Regions from separate parts of the Oryctolagus cuniculus genome. Here region 2 is linked to region 1. A link is a contact called in public Hi-C data. All regions are on one chromosome and are shown on one strand. Each heading gives the region's core, a stretch centred on a gene start, on an enhancer-like site or on the middle of the called end of the contact. The rest is flanking DNA. Distances are from core to core; before and after follow the strand shown.

Region 1 (3,857 bases), core at 1,030-3,529:
ACAATACAAGATCTGACCATTTCCCCAGGTCATGCTTACTAGTTTGTCTTTATGTACATTTATACATATTTAAGTGCTAGGTAAAAGTCTTGTCGTAAAATTTCCAGTACTACCATGTTTTAAAACGTTGGGCTTTCCTATTGAGCTGCCAAAAAGATTAACGATAACAATTTCCAAGTGTTAATAGTGCAAATTCCTCTGCCAAGATCTACTGCAGAGAAAGGTTCATTGAAATACAGATTTTCATTAAAGGGACTGATGTAAAATTGTAGATATAATGTCTGGGAGAAATTGAAACCACCCTAGGACTTCACTCCCTAGCAAATAAAGTGATCATTTACTTGGACTCACAGGCTATTAAATCATTGAAAGGTACTGTCCAAACTATGGCACTGTCACTTAAAAAAATTTTTTTTTACCACTCTATCTTGTGCCAGATCTTCACAGCTGTGACATGGTTTAAATTCCATAATCCATCCCCAAGAGGAGCCCACCCAAAGCAAAAATCAAATTTATCCATCCATCATAAGATGATCCATCCACAGACTATATCTTAACCTGATACAGTCATCATATTGTAGTTTTTGGAGGGGCTTGTTCTGCCCAAGAGAAGTTCCTCCTTACAGCTGATTCTGCTGTCTACCATTTGCACGTTGCTGCTGTTTTGAGTGCTACCTCCTGCTGGTGAGGCTTCGTACAGCACGCAGATGGAGCCATCCTCTCCAATTCTGTAGGACACTTCGTAGGGGTCAACCCAGAGTGTGAGTTCACTTGGGAGAAGCCTGAACAGCTCCTGACTGCTCAGTCCAATCCGCTGTGCTGCCTGTCCAATCAGAGGATCCATTTTATGGTTGATGCGGATACAACGGTAACCCGATCCCTTGCACGGCTTTTCTGGGAACCAGTGGTGTTTATAATGTTCTACAGGAGAAAAGAACAGAGAAAACAATGCTTACATCTTGACTGTCGGCGCCGCTCCTTCGCGGAGCCGGACGTGAAAAACTACCAACTTTTTGCAAACGGCCAGGACCGCACTCGCGGCTGTTGCGGGGATGGGGCAAGAGTGGGCAGGGCTTTGGAAAGACCATGGGAGTAGCACGGGACACATCCGTCTCCAGGAACCCAACCGGTCGAGCCGCCAAAACAGGACTCGGGCGCGCAGCCTCCGCCAGCCGGGGAGCCGGCTGGCCCCGGCGGCCAGGCGGGAACCTGTTTACTTTCTCCACCCCACCCTGGCCTCACACAATGGAGTTTATGGCTCCGGAGCAGAGAAGCGCCACCGGACTGTGAACCCCGAAGGGAAGAAAAACAAGCAACCCTAAACCACGCTCTGGGCAGGGCTCTAATTGTACCGGTGACAAATCTGATGATTAATAGGCAGGGGCAGGAGGTGCGGCCAGACGGCACGTCCGTCCCGAGCAGGCTCCGGGGCACCACCCCGGGGGGCCCGGGCGCCCACCCCGCAACGGTCGGAAAGGGGCTTGGGGTGGGGGGAGGGGGCGTCGAACCACCCCAGCCCCGCAGCTCCTTTGTCCCCAAACCCGCCGACGGTCCTCGGACCGCGGCCCCCCCACCCCCCCCCACCTCGGGCGGCTTTAGTTTCTTTGTTGTGAGTCTGTTTCCTTCTCCCCTCCGCTGACCAGCCCGGCTCCCCAGCCCTCCCTGGGACCCACCGCTGGCGGCCGCCGGCTGCCGTCCGCCACGTCCCGCCGAGGGACAGGAGCGCCGCCGGCCCCCGGCTGCTGCCACGGCTCCCGCAGTCGGGGTGCGGGGTCCCGCGGCCCCCTCTCGGCGCCCCCTCGCCGCCCGCTCACCTGCCAGCAGCTCCTGGAGGCTCTGGCTGAAGGTCTGCAGCTGTCGCTCGCTCGTGAGACCCTTGGTGCGGAGGAACTTGGAGATGAAGGACACGGCGGCGGCGATCTCGCCTATCATGGTGGCGGCCCGAGTGTAGAAGGGATGCATGGGGGCGGCGGGCGGGGGCAGCCCGGGGCGGCCGGGGCTCGGCAGCGCGGCCCCGACAGCGGAGCGGCCACCCCGGGCTCCCTCACAGGTCAGAGGGCTGAGAGGAAGAGAGGGCGTGAGGGGCAGTCGGCTACTTTTTTTTTTTCCCCTTTTTTTTTAAGAGTAAAAAAAGTTATTTTCGAGACAGGAGGCGGCGGGAGAGAGGAAGAGACGAGCGACGGCGGCCTGGTCACATCGCTCGGACCTCCCCAGCCGCCTCCGCCTCCAGCTCCGTAGCCTCCGACAACCCCAACAGTCGCATTTCCAGCTCCGAGGGGCGAAGAGATGCGGCCGCCGTGCAGCACTTTTTATAGCGCCGCGGAACGGAAGTGGCGTAGCTGGAGCGTGACGGCCGGCTCCAGCCAATCCGGAGATCGCACCATTGTGACGCAAGCAGATTCGGAGACGGAGGGGGCGGGAAAAGGGCTCAGGGGGGTGGGTCCAGAGACGGAGAAGAGAGGGAGGAGTTGACGTAATCCGCTTGTAAACAAATAAACCCCGAGAGGCGGCCGGAGACCGACTTGCCGTGTTGGGGAACCGAGGGAGCCGAGGGTGCGCGTGTGAAAGCTCCGCCCACCACCCCGAGCTCCGCCTCGCTGGAGCGAGTCGGGGCCGGGCGCCAGTGCATCCTTCTGCAAGCACGCACCGCCAGACCTCTGTGCGCCGCGGGGTGAAGTGCGGTGTGCTGGGAGCCTCCCGGAGCTGGCAGTGTGTGCGCGCGCTCCGCGGCCGCCGCGATCGGGCTGCAGGTCCGCAGCTCGGGGCCACGGGCGCACTCCGCGTTCACACGCCGTCTCAGCTCGGGATCACCGGCCCCAGGAGTGTACGGCGCGGCGGGGTGCGGGGTGCGGGCGCCTGGGAAAGTCGGGGAGCGGGGGTCCGGGGGGGTGGGCAAGCCCGGAGGAAGCCGACTGCAGCCTCTGCGAGCCGGGGTCCTCGTCCGCTCCCCCCGGGGCGGGAGTCCGGGGATGTGTTTGGGAGAACTTCAGTCGCAGCGTAAGTAGGTTAGTAAGGCCATTTGTGGTTGCTTCGGGAGGCGAAGAGAAGAGGGACGTGTTACCGTACCCGGTTTACTGCGAATAGGAAACCCAGTTATAACAACACGGATCCTGTAGAGCCCCGTTACGGATTAAAAAGGAGACTGCACGATGCATTTTTAAAACGTGTATTTTTCCCCCTAGTGCAAATGTGGTTCAAGCCTTCGCGTTCTGCTGCTCCTTATAAAAACGGAAGAAAAGGAAAACTGGAAGCTGGTAGAACTATGAATGAAGACGTCTAGATTTATTTAAAACTCCGCTTGCAAAACTTTGGAAAACAGAGCGGGAAGAAGGCGTGATCCTGCTAAAACGTTTAGGTCTAGACAGGGTTAAGCAACTCCATTATGGAGGAGGGGAAAATAAAGGATGAAGTCTACGCAGGCAGATGGAGAAAGCAAACAAGAGGCAGAAGCTGAACTCTACCAGATGGAAAACAAATAGTCTGAGCTTCGTTGGTCATCAGTACAGCAAAACGCACCGCTGTGAATTCTTTCTTTTTCGTACTGAATCAAACGGTATAGAAAAGGAGCAAAATAGCACTTCTTATAAAGTTGAAAGAAAAGGATTTTTTAACTGAAAGAACGTGACACTGGATTTGAAAGAATATAGGTTATTTTTCATTAATAGATAGTTACATGTGAAGTAACTTAAGTGCTTTGAGGATAATGTTGGAAGTATTAATTTTCTCTTTCTCATCATAACTAATGACAAATAAGATGCCTTTTCCCCTCTTCTAGAACTTTACAGACAGAAGTGTACTTATAAATAAACATCATTATGGCGGGGGGGGGGGGAGTATGAAACCTCTTTCACTACTCA
Region 2 (4,181 bases), core at 324-2,823, 470 kb after region 1:
GTGTTAAAATGAACATATAAAGGATTAAGTGTTAAAGAGATCATAAAAATAGGATCATGTGCCCAGTAATAATAACAGATAGAATTAAAAAGGAGAGCATGTCCAACATGGGAAGCAGTCCACACAGCAGACTCATAGAATTACAATTGCTTTAAGTAACATTCTGACCTCAGAATCAGCCCTTATGCCCATGAAAGCATTTCAGCTATGGAAACCAAGACATTGTTGCAAAAAATAACCTACATGAAGGATCTCTGTGAGACGCCAGTGGAAAGAACTGTCCATCAAAAAAGGATTTACTTTTCTCTAAAGGGAGGCGAGAACTTCCACTTTACTTATGGCCTTGTCCAAATATTGACAGAGTTTGTGGACTCAAAGGCTTCCATAGCCTATGGAGTTCATTTCAAGAGCCTCAGGTGGTCACTGACATCATACATAAAAGTATTAATTGTTAAATTATCAACAGGAGTAACTGCACTAACTCCCCATACAAGACCTCTGTCTCAATGTACTGAGAGTTAACTATAAAACCAGTTCTCAGTTATTTGTGTGTGTGTTTGTATGTGTATATAAATTGTTGAAACCTTTACTTAGTAATTAGTTGCTCATTTGTGTACAAAGTTCATTGAAAATGAATCTTAACGGAGAATAAGACCGACAAGTGGAGAGGGAGGAGGAGGCTGGGTGGGAGTGTGAGTTAAAGGGATAATACGGTGGGAAGAATAATTATATTCCTAAAGTTGTACTTATGAAATTTGTATTTCTTTTTTTAATTTATTTGACAGGTAGAGTTATAGACAGTGTGATAGAGAGAGAGAGAGAAAGGTCCTCCTTCCGTTGGTTCGCCCCCCAAATGGCTGCACGGCCAGCGCTGCGCCGATCCAAGCCAGGAGCCAGGTGCTTCTTCCCGGTCTCCCATGCAGGTGCAGGGGCCCAAGCACTTGGTCCATCCTCCACTGCCCTCCCGGGCCACAGTAGAGAGCTAGACTGGAAGAGGAGCAACCGGCACTAGAACCCAGTGCCCATAAGGGATGCCGGCACCACAGGTGGAGGATAAACCAAGTGAGCCACGGCACCAGCCCTGAAATTTGTTATTTCTTTAAAAATAAATTAAAAAAAAAAATTAACATGGACTTCCAGATTAAGATGGCAGATTATACACTTGAAAAATCCCACTGAAATGTTAGTTAAAAAAATACAAATAGGTACACATTTTTAAGGTAAAATAAGAATACAAAGTGAATTTGAGCTGATAAAAGAGTTCAGCCAATTTTTTGAAAGACGCAAATTAGATGAAGACATGGTAACAGAGGAAGAGCATCCAAAGAGGTTCACTTCACATAAAATGTGGGGGCTTGTAGGATCATAGCAGATAAGAGGAAAAGGATGAAGGCATTCTTTCAGAAGTGGTTTCAGAGGAAGGAACTTTCTGGAAACTTTTAAAACTCTCTTGGCAGAGAAGAATCGAAAAGATATGAACTCAGAGACTAGTGTTGTGCTCAGAACAACTCCTGACTACTGTTTCCAGTCCAGCTTCCTGTTAATACACTTGGGAAGGCAGCTGATAATGACCCAACTACTTGCGCCCCTGTCACCCATGTGGGAGTTCTTGGCTCTTCGCTTTGGCTTAGACCAGTCCTGGCTGTTGCAACCATCTGGGGAGTAATCCAGTGGATGGAAGATATTTCTCTCTGTTTCTTTTCTTCTCTCTCTGTCGCTGTGACTTTCAAATAAGCAATAAATATTTTTTTTAAAAATGACACAAATCAAAGTAGCCCATTGTTATGGAAATCAGTATTTTATATAAAGTAGCATAGATGATTATAATCACATAGCAGTAATCTAAGAATATGACCAATAGGTGGTATTGAGCAATTAAACCAAGTTACACTCTCAAGTATCAGTACAGGAAAACAAAATATGATATCTAAAACTAATAATTCAAGAAATGGTAGTAAAAACACATTATTGAGATACGAACTAAACCAAGAAAATGTCATAAATTTAGAAGCCCCATACAAGGAGTAAAAAGAGTAAAAAGAAGAGTGTGACAGAGAAATCTTGCTTTTCAGCCCAAGTACTTCTGTCTTTTGTTTTTGTTACTATGAGATTTTTTTTTTGCTTTTTAAGATTTTTTAAATGACGAACATAAAGGAACTAGTATGTAAATTTTACTAAAAAATGTGTAATCCACTAATTATATATAACTTGATCAAATTTTTATAAAAGTTAACTGATTCTTCTATAATGTATTTAATGTCAAACATGATTTCAGAATGAGGAGAGGCTCACTTTATTTTGATCAACAGCCTTTAACTAATTCTGACGCACTGAACCCCAATAAGATATAAAGCATCTTTCAAAATTTCCCTCCCTTAGGAGACATCTGTGTTCATTGATCTACAATGTGCAGAGAATGCTTGATTATTATATTGTGTCATTTGCTACTACAGGAATTATTCATGATCATTCACCAGAAAGCTGAGAACACATGGAGCTGCTATCTTGATTCAGAACCCTAAACCTAAACACATATAAAGACTTAGTAAATTTAGACACAGATAGCACCCCTTCATTTCCCTCACCACCCTCTACAACTACATTCTAAACATATACATTAATCCAGGAATTATGGGTGCATTTTGAAGGACTGTTCTTTTGAGCAGCAGAGAACAAAGGGAATTTTCTGCAAAACAAGGCTGAAACATGATCATTGGGGCATACTATCTTGCCAGCATCTTGCCTATTGAATATCATCCCAGCCTATTATTCAGATATTGTTCTCTTTGGCTAGGAAACACAATGATCTAAGTCCACTTAAGTGCTCAAACAGTACCCTCTGCTGGTTGAACTTGAGCTGAGGCTTTGATTTGTAACAGAACTTGATCACACTTGTCAACACACAGAAAAGAGAAAAGCAAGCCAATGGGAAAACTACATACCAGAATGTAAAAAGGCAAACACAAAAATCAGCTAATTTTAGCTATTATATAAGGAAACTGAGATTTTAGACATACCACATATAGGGTGCAAATGTATTTTGTTAAAACACTGATACTTTTCTCTAGGAAAAGAATATATGAAAAGTGAACTTTCACATTACACTTGAGTTCTTTGTTTTACAGAGATTCACATACAGCAAGTTTCCCCCAAGTGCAGCCCTTGTGTTCTGAGTATGTGACATGATTTACACTTTGCCTTTGGAGAACATAATTAGTGGTATAAAATAAACTGGCTTCTTAGGTCACAGTCCAGGGTGCTTACCAGAGATGCCTATACTACCTGACATGTTTATAAACATTTAGGAAAGGTTCAAAATTAATTTTTGTTGCCTTGCTAATAGGAACAGCAGTTTGGAGATAGATTAATTTATCTGAAGAGGGGAGGAATGGGAAACATACGTTCTCCAGGGCAGGGAATCTAGAGGTTTATTTTTGCTTAATATAGTATAAAGGCTTAATAAATTGAGTAGCAATTAAAAACAGGTACAGTCCTACATTTGAAAATGTAAAACTAGCATTTTTTTATATCTTTGCCTAAAAACCAACTGTACACTCAGCTCTCTAGGCCTGCCATGTGGTGGAATTTACCAGGGATAAACAACATCCCATTGTCATTAAGCATTTGCAGTTGAGAGAAGAGCTGATGTATTTTAGGCTCTTACACAGTGGTTCAGGCTAACAGCCTTTATTCTATTTCCTCCAAAGGGAGGTGGGATTGAAATGCCCACAGGCACCAACCAATCAGATGCATGAGTGGCACACACTAAGCTAGAGGAAAAGCACATGATCTTCATCTATCTTTAATTTTCAGTGGAGACAAGAATATAGAGAAATAACTCCACATTAAGAAAACATACAATAAAAACATGATAAATGATAATTAACCCCTTGCTTCAGTGTTAGGGAAACAAGAAGCAGCAGAAAATTTGAAGAAGTGGAGTAGGTATGCATCCCCTGAATTGGGGCTGATATCACTTATATTGCTTGCCATTGTTGCCATGATGAAGCCCAAGCATTGTCAAATCTCATGATTTTATTTTTTGAGAAGAGTTTTAACAGGATATTCAAGTAACATTTGTTCTTCTGGGCTCAAATCTTTACAAAATAGTCTGTAAGTCAAAACAAACATTTGCGAACCAAATTCTTCCCATGGGCCACAAACATGTACCTACCACAGAC

What was found. A called contact is a pair of places that touch in the nucleus more often than the background predicts.
Region 2: a Hi-C map of an unstated tissue shows a contact between it and region 1, with 6 times the contacts expected there. The contact joins the enhancer-like site here to the promoter of BTG1 in region 1. A contact is called at or near these places in 3 of 6 Hi-C or Micro-C datasets (ear pinna, psoas muscle and an unstated tissue).

Annotation. Positions count from the first base shown.
Region 1 is chr11:94,988,436-94,992,292 of mOryCun1.1, forward strand. BTG1 (BTG anti-proliferation factor 1) reads right to left here and starts at 2,280. Exons shown (of 2, transcript XM_051845746.2): 1 at 1,815-2,280; 2 at 1-921. The coding sequence starts at 1,962. The coding sequence ends at 554.
Region 2 is chr11:95,454,533-95,458,713 of mOryCun1.1, forward strand. No RefSeq gene overlaps it. Among named protein-coding and RNA genes, the nearest start is that of PLEKHG7, 150 kb to the right of the region's middle. Within about 2 kb of position 1,574, at least 1 of the 8 cell types and tissues checked has an H3K27ac peak or open chromatin away from gene starts, as enhancers often do.